2 separate regions of the Sus scrofa genome follow, and region 1 is linked to region 2. The links are chromatin contacts, called in public Hi-C maps. All regions are on one chromosome and are shown on one strand. The core of a region is the stretch at or near the end of the contact, and the rest is flanking DNA. Distances in the headings are between cores, read along the strand shown. Region 1 has its middle 22 kb from the start of SKIDA1. Region 2 has its middle 89 kb from the start of SPAG6.

The links. A called contact is a pair of places that touch in the nucleus more often than the background predicts.
Region 1: a Hi-C map of subcutaneous adipose tissue shows a contact between it and region 2, with 2.3 times the contacts expected there. The contact joins two enhancer-like sites. A contact is called at or near these places in 3 of 47 Hi-C or Micro-C datasets (embryonic fibroblasts, heart right ventricle and subcutaneous adipose tissue).

Annotation. Positions count from the first base shown.
Region 1 is chr10:53,349,838-53,354,258 of Sscrofa11.1, forward strand. No RefSeq gene overlaps it. Among named protein-coding and RNA genes, the nearest start is that of SKIDA1, 22 kb to the left of the region's middle. Within about 2 kb of position 1,899, at least 52 of the 83 cell types and tissues checked have an H3K27ac peak or open chromatin away from gene starts, as enhancers often do. A contact at or near this core is called in subcutaneous adipose tissue, where this site is marked.
Region 2 is chr10:52,481,409-52,485,403 of Sscrofa11.1, forward strand. No RefSeq gene overlaps it. Among named protein-coding and RNA genes, the nearest start is that of SPAG6, 89 kb to the right of the region's middle. Within about 2 kb of position 1,888, at least 57 of the 83 cell types and tissues checked have an H3K27ac peak or open chromatin away from gene starts, as enhancers often do. A contact at or near this core is called in subcutaneous adipose tissue, where this site is marked.

The sequences.
Region 1 (4,421 bases), core at 649-3,148, 870 kb after region 2:
TTCTGAATCAGTTTGCTTGATTGACGTTTGGGAGCTTCATGACCCCAGGGAATAGGACTCATTACGGTGAATACACCAAAACATCAACCAAGATTAGAACTCTAGATCCTGTTTTAATCCCATTTCAGTCTAAATTATAGTGGGAAATTATAAAATCCAAGAGGAGAGAATTATTCCATCATATATTGACCTAAAGTTTTAATTGCTCCAAGGGGGGGAATAAAAGTGGAAAGCCAATATTCTTTCCATCACTTTAGGACTCGCACTGACAATTAAGTAAAGGGTAAGAATTTGGAAGGGTAGGTACTAAGAATATTTATGTGGTATAAAACAGTTTATATTTATTTGGGGAGACAGGCTGGAGAAATGTATAGGGAGCTTTTGTGCGTGTGTAAGAGAAAATATATAATCCTCCTCTACTGGATAAAAAGTGAGGATCATCAGTGAATTGATGCTAAGAAATGATTAAATGCCTTAAAGCTGGGGTCTAAATTTCCATTATTATTTAGAAGACTTCTCTGTTTCTCAGGAGGGGATTTTTTTTTTTAATGTCAAAATTGTTAAATGTGAATTTAATCCAGGAAATCGGTGAGAGCTGATGTTCAAGTTGGAAAAACAGAATGTGTTTGAGCAAAATCTCTTCTCAACCACAGAAAAGTGTGAAATAGAGTGGGCCCTGTGTTAGGTGGGAGTATAGTCCATTGCAACTTCACATTACAAAAAATGTTGATTCTTCAATGGACCTTATCCTCAAATCTCAAAAACTTGAAAGATTGGAAGTCTTAAGTATTATATATTAAATTTAACTGATAGAATACAGAAAGACAAAACTGTGGTTAAAGATGTTATTATGCTGTATTCTAATTTTCAGCATCTAATTACAGCAAAGGGAAATGTAACAGGAGTACATAAAAGTAGACCAAATATGTTATAAATTATGGAATAGAAAGGATTGTTGCACAATACAGGTTCACAATCTTATATTTTGAGGGGCAGATTTTAAAGAGAAGCCTCTCTGTTGCATGGGAACTGGGAATCATGAGAATTATTTATGCAAGGAACAAAAATTAATTATTAGGAATTCAGTAATCACCAAATAAACTCTGAGCTTTGAGGTTAAAAATAGAAGACTATCTTCATGTTCAATTATACAGTATCAATTACTAATACAACTGATGTTTCAGCATCTCCATGAGACCAGATACCATCTTCTATGGAGATATCTTGGTATTAATTAATGACTGCTTTATTCTCATTATTCACAAGGAAAAATAGGGGTCGTGTCACATTAAAATTAAGATTATCTTAGTTTATCTGGGCTCTTAAACAAAGATCATTCAAAGTAATTATATTTTGAATTAACAAAGGTAGGCAATTTATCTCGGGTTTTTTTTTTTTTTTGGTTCAAAGACAAAAAATAAAGATAAAAAATCAGCAAAATTTCATTTTGAAGATAGAAAGAACCAAACAAACATGTCTTGACTTTTGCAATATTTCCCTTGCTAAAGGGGGAATGAGGGAACTATAAAAGACGTGACTTTGCAAAGTCAAGTCCTTTTTAAAAGACTCAGATCGAAATTCTTGCTATGCAACAAGGATTCAGGTTTGATTAATTTTCTGCAAGCGACGTGACAGCGGTGTTTTAAAAGATTAATTAAAATTGAAGTGATACGGAGCAGGAATTCAACCTGCAGAGGCGTCCCAGGCGCCTTGGGGGGGCTTTGCAAGCGAGTCCCAAGCCCAAACTATGGGCTTTCCCGAGCCTGGGACGCAGCTCCCTGTCTCCTGGAGAGGAACGCGGAATTTGGCAAGGCGCCCGCCTGGCCGCCTGGCATCCCGAGCTGGCCGCCAGCTCTCGGGGGTGGAGACGGGGTGTGTCCCGGGGAACCCGCTGCCTTGAGAACTGCTGGCGCAGCTTTCGATCAGCCAGTGAGGTCCAGGGCCACTCCGAGAGGCCTGAGGAGACTCCAGGCAGCCTCGAGCTGACGGCCCCAGGCTGCGTCCAATTTCCGGGGGGAGGGGACACCGATTTTGTACCTGGGCTCACGTGGAGCCCCCTCCAGGGTCGTGAGCGTGGGAGGCGCGTGGATAGCGCTCTGCGAAGACGCATCCCCAGAGCTGAGGACGTGGAGGGCTCGGTCGTTGGGCTGCGGCTGCCGGGCCAGGGAACCGGCCTGCTGGGCTGTCCTGCCTCTTGGGCTCGGACTCGGGATTCCGGGAGGCCCTTCGCTGCTCTGCCGCCCAGCCACGTCCCCCTACCTTTTCGCTCACTTTCCCGCCCGGCTTCTCCCCTCCCCCCGCATCCCTGTGCCCTCGCTCCCCTCCGCGACGCTTCGCCCGAGTAAGGAATCAGCGGCGTGCAATTGTAACTACTCAAGGAGACACAATCGCGGGAGCTCTCGGGGTCGCGCGCGGCGGAGAGGCGATGCGGGTGGCGCCCCAGAGGGTGGGTGGGGGAAGCAGGGGGCGTTTGTTTGCAATTCGCCTCCCCTCGGCGCGAAGTACGGTGTCCCCTTCTCTCCACCTGGGGGCAGGGGTCCGGACCGTGAGGCCGAGCCGCGCGGGGCCCTCTCTTGGCTGCGTCGGCGGGATAGGTTCTGTGCCCGTGGGTCCCCGGCTGCGCGGTGGGGGCGCCGCCGGGCGGCCTCCCGGCTGGGTCAAGCCTCCGCCCAGCGGCGACGCGGGGAAACCCCTGCCCCTGCGGCGGGTCCTAGGGGACACATCCTGAAAGGATCCCTGGGGGTTCTCCGCGCTGCGGAGGCGACACGGTTTCTCCCACCCCTCCCGTCTGCCTCTCCCACCCTCGTCCCGGAGACCTCGGAGTGGCGAGAAGTGGGAGGGGAGGCGGGTAAACAGAAGGCGAAGGCCTGGGAGCCGGAGCTGGGGGAATCAGGGTCGGAAAGGAGGCACTGAGACGCGGAGAAGAGGCTGTGGGGCCAGGCGGGCTCGGCTTAAGAGGGCGGGGTGGGGGGCGAGGCGAGAGTCCCTTCCCTTCCCATCCGAGTGGCGCAAGGGCCCCTCTTCCCCGGGGAACCCCCACCCAGCAGCTTCCAACCTCGAGAACAAAGGGTCTGGGAAGCACGGTCGGGGTCGGGGAGCAGAGGTGGAGGGAGGCAGGAAGGCAGGCGGTGGGGGCAGGGGAGGGTGCCTCGCCACATTTCCTCTCGCGGCCGAATGACGGAAAGCTCCCTACAGCAAACGCCTCACCGAGGCCGCTTCAAAATCCGGAGGGCTCGGGTTCCTTACCTAACGGCTGCACTCGCTCCCTTCCTCCCCCAGCGTCCCCACCCCCTCCGGGGACTGCGGCCCGGGAGCTGCAAGGCCGGCGGCGCACCGCGACGCGGACGGAACAGCGGGGCAGCAGCGCCTCCTGCAGGTGCCGTGCGCCTCCGCAGCCGCCGCGCCGCACCGGCTCTTAAGGTGGAACCGGCCTCGTTTCCCACCCGCGCGTTCGGCTCTTCCGCAGCAGTGCTTCCACCCGCCGCAAGCCTCGCGCGAGAAGCTGGCCTGGCCACCCCGAACTGTCGGAGTCTGCTGGTTCCTGCTACTCTTTCCCTGATCCCTTGGTCTCACTACCTGCAGGTCTTCGTCCGTGGATGCCCCGGTATCGATTTCGACAACCACAATTGATAACTCCCTGCTGGTATAAAAGGATGCGTAAGTCACGCGTCCGGGCGTAAAGACCAAAACAGCGTTTCTTTAACTGAAGAGCAAACTTTTATTTTCGTTTATTAAAAGCAGAAGGCCAGCGGGAAAGGGTCGCCAAGGGTTGTTGACTTGTCCATGGGTCTTTCTACTCCAAATGTTCAGGATGAGACTGGCCGGTACGGGAATAGCATTTGACGCCCACAACTTGCAGACTCTTGGGAAGGTGCGGGTGCAAGGGGACGGAAAGGCGCTGGGGCCCCGTAGGAAACCCCTCCTTCTTTATCTCCAGGTTCAGCTTACTCTGGCTCCGATGCTTTGTTTATTTGGTGAAAGCAAGGAACCTGTAGAGTATCGAAGAGCAGATTTTCTTTCTTTTTTTTTAACTAAACGTGCCTGTGCGTGTAAACTCATCGTTTCTCGGGTATAAGTAACCTCAGCGAACTCGAGATTCTTGGGGAAAACCTACGAGCCCCGAGCGGGGCACAAACAAGCCAACTCTGGTTCCGGTGCCATCTGCAATAAATTCCTTTCCTCCGCTCTTCCTTCCATGCCCTGGAGAGGGTCCCCCCTGGGGTTGTCCCAGGATTCCTGCACACCCAGGATCCGGAGTCTCCAAGTTGGGTCCCAGAGCCGGTAGGGCGGGGGTGGGGGGGAGGGGAGGCAGCGAAGGCCGCGGGAGGGAAGTTTATGGGCACAGTGGGAACCTGCCAGTGCCCCCGCGCGCAGCCTAGGCCCCGCCCTGCTGGGTTCCGCCCCAGAGAAGCCGAGCCCTG
Region 2 (3,995 bases), core at 638-3,137:
CCAAATGAAGGTTGAGTCGGGTCATTCCTTAGAGGAGTTGGCTGTTCTAATCCTCTGCACTCTCAAAGCACCTCGTTTTCATTTCCTTCAAAACCAACCCGTGATTTATGAATAAGCATCATGTGAGGACCATTTCTCTAAGGGCCAGGTAGCAGAAGGATTTAGCCGGCTAATATTCATATGAAACACACTTCCCAGATAGAGTCCAGCACAGAAAAATATCTATGTATAGCACATTAATGTCCATCTTGTAAGTCCCAAAGCCCCATGTCATGCTCATCAGACAGGCCACCTAAACTCCCAGACCAAGTTGAGCGTGTATCTGAGGGTCACAGAGGACTAGTTAAAAAGGACTTCTATTTTCCTCAGACTTTTTGGTGGGCTCATCTCAGAGAAATCAATCCCTAGAATGAAGGCGGAAAGCACCCTAGACATAAAAAGCTCATTTCTTTGATTATTCTTTGGAAAACCAAATAGCGATATCACTATCTCTTAGCTCTTCCTTAACAATCACTGTTGCCAAATCAAAAATCAGGTTTGAAAAGGTCAAGTTTCCTTGTTTCACGCGGTTTTCGGTTTGGTGTTTTTCTCAGAATGCCTTTAAATAATATGTTCCATGTGTGTTTTGTACTCACTGAGTTGGTAAATATTTACGAAGCCCCCAGTACCTGGCCAGGCACTGTGCTAGGCTCTAGAGAAACACAGGGACCAAACGACTCCCAGCTCTCAGAGGTTATGTGGGAGAGAGAAACTAAAAAACAAATACGTAAAATATGCAACATTATCAGGTGGTAAGAAACACTAGGAAGAGAGACAAAAGAGGAGCATGGCAGATCGGCGGTCACAAGCGCCAAGCCCAAGCCTGACTTCAGTGCCCACAAAAAATCTCCTTTGCTCTTTTCTGTCACTGTGGGCTGTTGTGTAACCAGACAATAGACGCCCGCTTAGCGGACTGGAAGCCCCTTTCTGAGACTCAATCGCCTTCCACTTTCTCTGATCAGGCAGTTTCACGGGATATTCATTAAAATCACAAAATAACGGGATCCCCAAATAACTTGAACCCCCAACAGCCCTCTCCTCAGCCCGCGTCAGGTGGGACTCAGCGAAAGGCATTTCGGGGCTGTGAGTCTGCGTGAGCATCGCCCACCGCCAGCTTCTCAGTCCACTTCCCTCTGAGAGAGGAAAAGAAGAGACGTTCTAAAAGGGCCCAAAGAGAACTCGGTCCTCAACAATTTTCACAATCGCTACCACAGTAAAGGAGATGGAGTCAGTTCAAGCGGAGGGCGGCCCTCTACGACTCAGACACCAAGACTCCAAACGGAAAGAAAACGTCGGGAGGGAAGGAGCAGGCTTTCCGGCTTTAATTGACATGGAAAACGTCGCCGGCGGAGCCCGCGGAGGGCGGCCCGGCGGCCATTCAGGAGGCGCCGTTTCGCAACAGCTCTTTTTCCGGAGACAAAGCCTCCTTGTCAGTCTCTCTGCTGCTGCTGCCGAAGCACCACGTTCGGAAGAAGAAAAATAGAGCCGCCGCTCCCGTCAGGCAGACAGACAATAGCTGCGGGCAGGCCGCTCCTCGCCGCAGGGCAGAGCCCCGGCATCTTTGTCTCCATCGCGTCCTTCAAGTCAGTCTCCGCGGGTTGCTGTGGCGAGGCGGCTGCGGAGGGGGAGAAAGAGACTCGGAACCACTCCTCTCGCTGGTTCCGATGCAGCGGCAAGGACGCGGCGGCCACGTCGGGCGGCGGCTGGAGAACGAAGGGCCCGCGCTCCCCTCACGCACGACTCCGCTCCTCAGTGGCGGGGGGGGGGGGGCCTGCGGGAAGTAGCGCCGTCCGCGCGCGGAGGGAAACGGCGGGCGGCGCGCGGTGAGACGCCCGGGCGCCGTGACGCGTCCGCGGAAACGAGCTCCCCCGCCCCCCGCCCGCGGCCCCGCCTCCGCTCCTGGCGGGAGCCCTGGGGCTGCCCCGCGCGGGGAGGCGGCCCTGGAGGCCCGCGGCGGTAGGAGCGGCCAGGATGCGGTGCGGGGGGCGACGGCTCCGGCCTCGCAGGCGTCCCGGCGGGGCCTCGGTTCCGGGCGGTTTGTCGTACACGGCCAGGCCCCACGTGTACCCCTAGCTGGACAGCAGGTGCCGCGGGGCGGGCTCCGGACTACGGCGTGCGCGGCGGCCCGACTGACCCAAGTCGGCCCGGAGTCCCCCCCTCCCCAAGCTCCCCTTCAGGCGCTCCGAGCATCAGGTCCGGTGTCGTGAAACTGGGTGGTTGTGAGGACTCCAAGTGAGCGAATGCAGGTAAAATGCACACGGAGTAAGTTCTCCAAAATAGAGCGAGGAGTGAAAAAGAACCCAGTGTTCATACATGCAGCAACATAGATGGATCTGAAAAAATGCTGGGGGCGGAGGTAGGCAAACACAAAAGACCTTAGTCTGTGTTCATCTGAAAATCTGGAAGAAGCAAAAGTGATGAAAGCAGTTGCCGGAGAGGGTGAAAAAAGCGAGAAGATGGAAGGCCAAGGAGCAGGAGGGAGGATTTGGGGGCGAAAGAACAATTCCATGCCTTGAATAGGAATGGTTGTTACAGGACATACTCAGCTACCAAAATTCAACGCTCTGTAGTCTTCAATGGGTGAATTTTATTATATGTGAATTACACCTCAAAAAATATTGTGGAAGAGAGAGTTAAGGTAGTGGGTAAGGGTGATAGAGGAACATAGAACAGACAGGTTGGTGGGAAATACACTTAAAAAATCTGAGAGCTAAATTGTATGCCATCTCTGAATTGAGTGGCTCCGCCTCCCATAAGAATCAGAGAACAGCCGCACTAGGAATAGATCAGGGCCTAGAAGGGTGCCCTGGACCAGACCTGGCTTATGCACCTCCCTGGTTCGGTCAGTCCCATCTCCGCGTGGTCTTAGCCTGTATGTAGCTCAAGGCAGAGGCCTAACCTCCACGTCCAGGGCTGCTTCTGTCCACAGCCTCCCGCAGGTGAGGATCAGATTTAGGCATGCCTACCCCACACCCAGCCTCTGATGGCTCCTCGCACCAGTCCCAGAGTCAGGTAGAAAACCTTGTTCTTGTCTCCCTAACAATTGCCTGGAAGATCAGGAGGCACACCCAGAAGAGTGGGGCATTGGAGCCCAATGTGGCCAGCATGCGCCAAAGTGAGCAAGCGAAGAAGAGAGCAAGAAATAGCAAGCTTTTAAACCCTTCTGTCCACAGGCAGCTGGTGGTGATGGTTCCCCGAAGCTTGCCTGGAAGCTGTCCTAGGGGACTGGGCAGTGGTCAGCTTTACTTTCTTGTGAAGTTGTTTTCAGCTCAGTGAAGCACCGCTTTCCATTTGCTTTCCTTTGCCTTTCCCCTCACCCTTGATGCCCTGGGATTGCACCTCCTAATAAAATCTTAGCACTTTAACTTGGCCTCAGGCTCTCCTTTCTAGGTAATCCTTGAGCAGCATTTGGGCCTTCAGTCTGTGCTTTACTGAAAATTTCACAGTCACAATAACAAAATTAAGATTACTTTTGGCTCTGGCATACTGTCCTGTTAGCCCTGAACTGCTACTTTAAAACACAACCAGTTGAGACCAAGTCTAAATACATAAATTTATATATACATGCCTCTGAATGAGTTATAGAAGATTAAAATTTTGTTTTTCCATTTATTGGTTTCTAGTGCTATTTCCTCTCAAGAGTAAATTCCTAGAGCACAGGCACGTGTATGTTTTAAAACATGTAGAAGCTTAAAAAACTTGAGATGCATGTGAGTGCAAAACAAAGAAAGTGCTTTTCAATCATGATCATAAAGCTCTGTGTGGGAGTCTAGTTATATGTTTTCGGTTCATTCATACAGCCATGTTCCGCCTTTTCTAAAGTCTTATTTTTAGGGAAGGGTTTGTTAAAGCCATTTAAAGCAACAGCCCTGGTCCAGAAGGCTTGCAAAACAATTTTTTTGCATTACTTTTAATATTGAAGACTTGAGTAAGTTTGAATTTTTAATAATAACAGC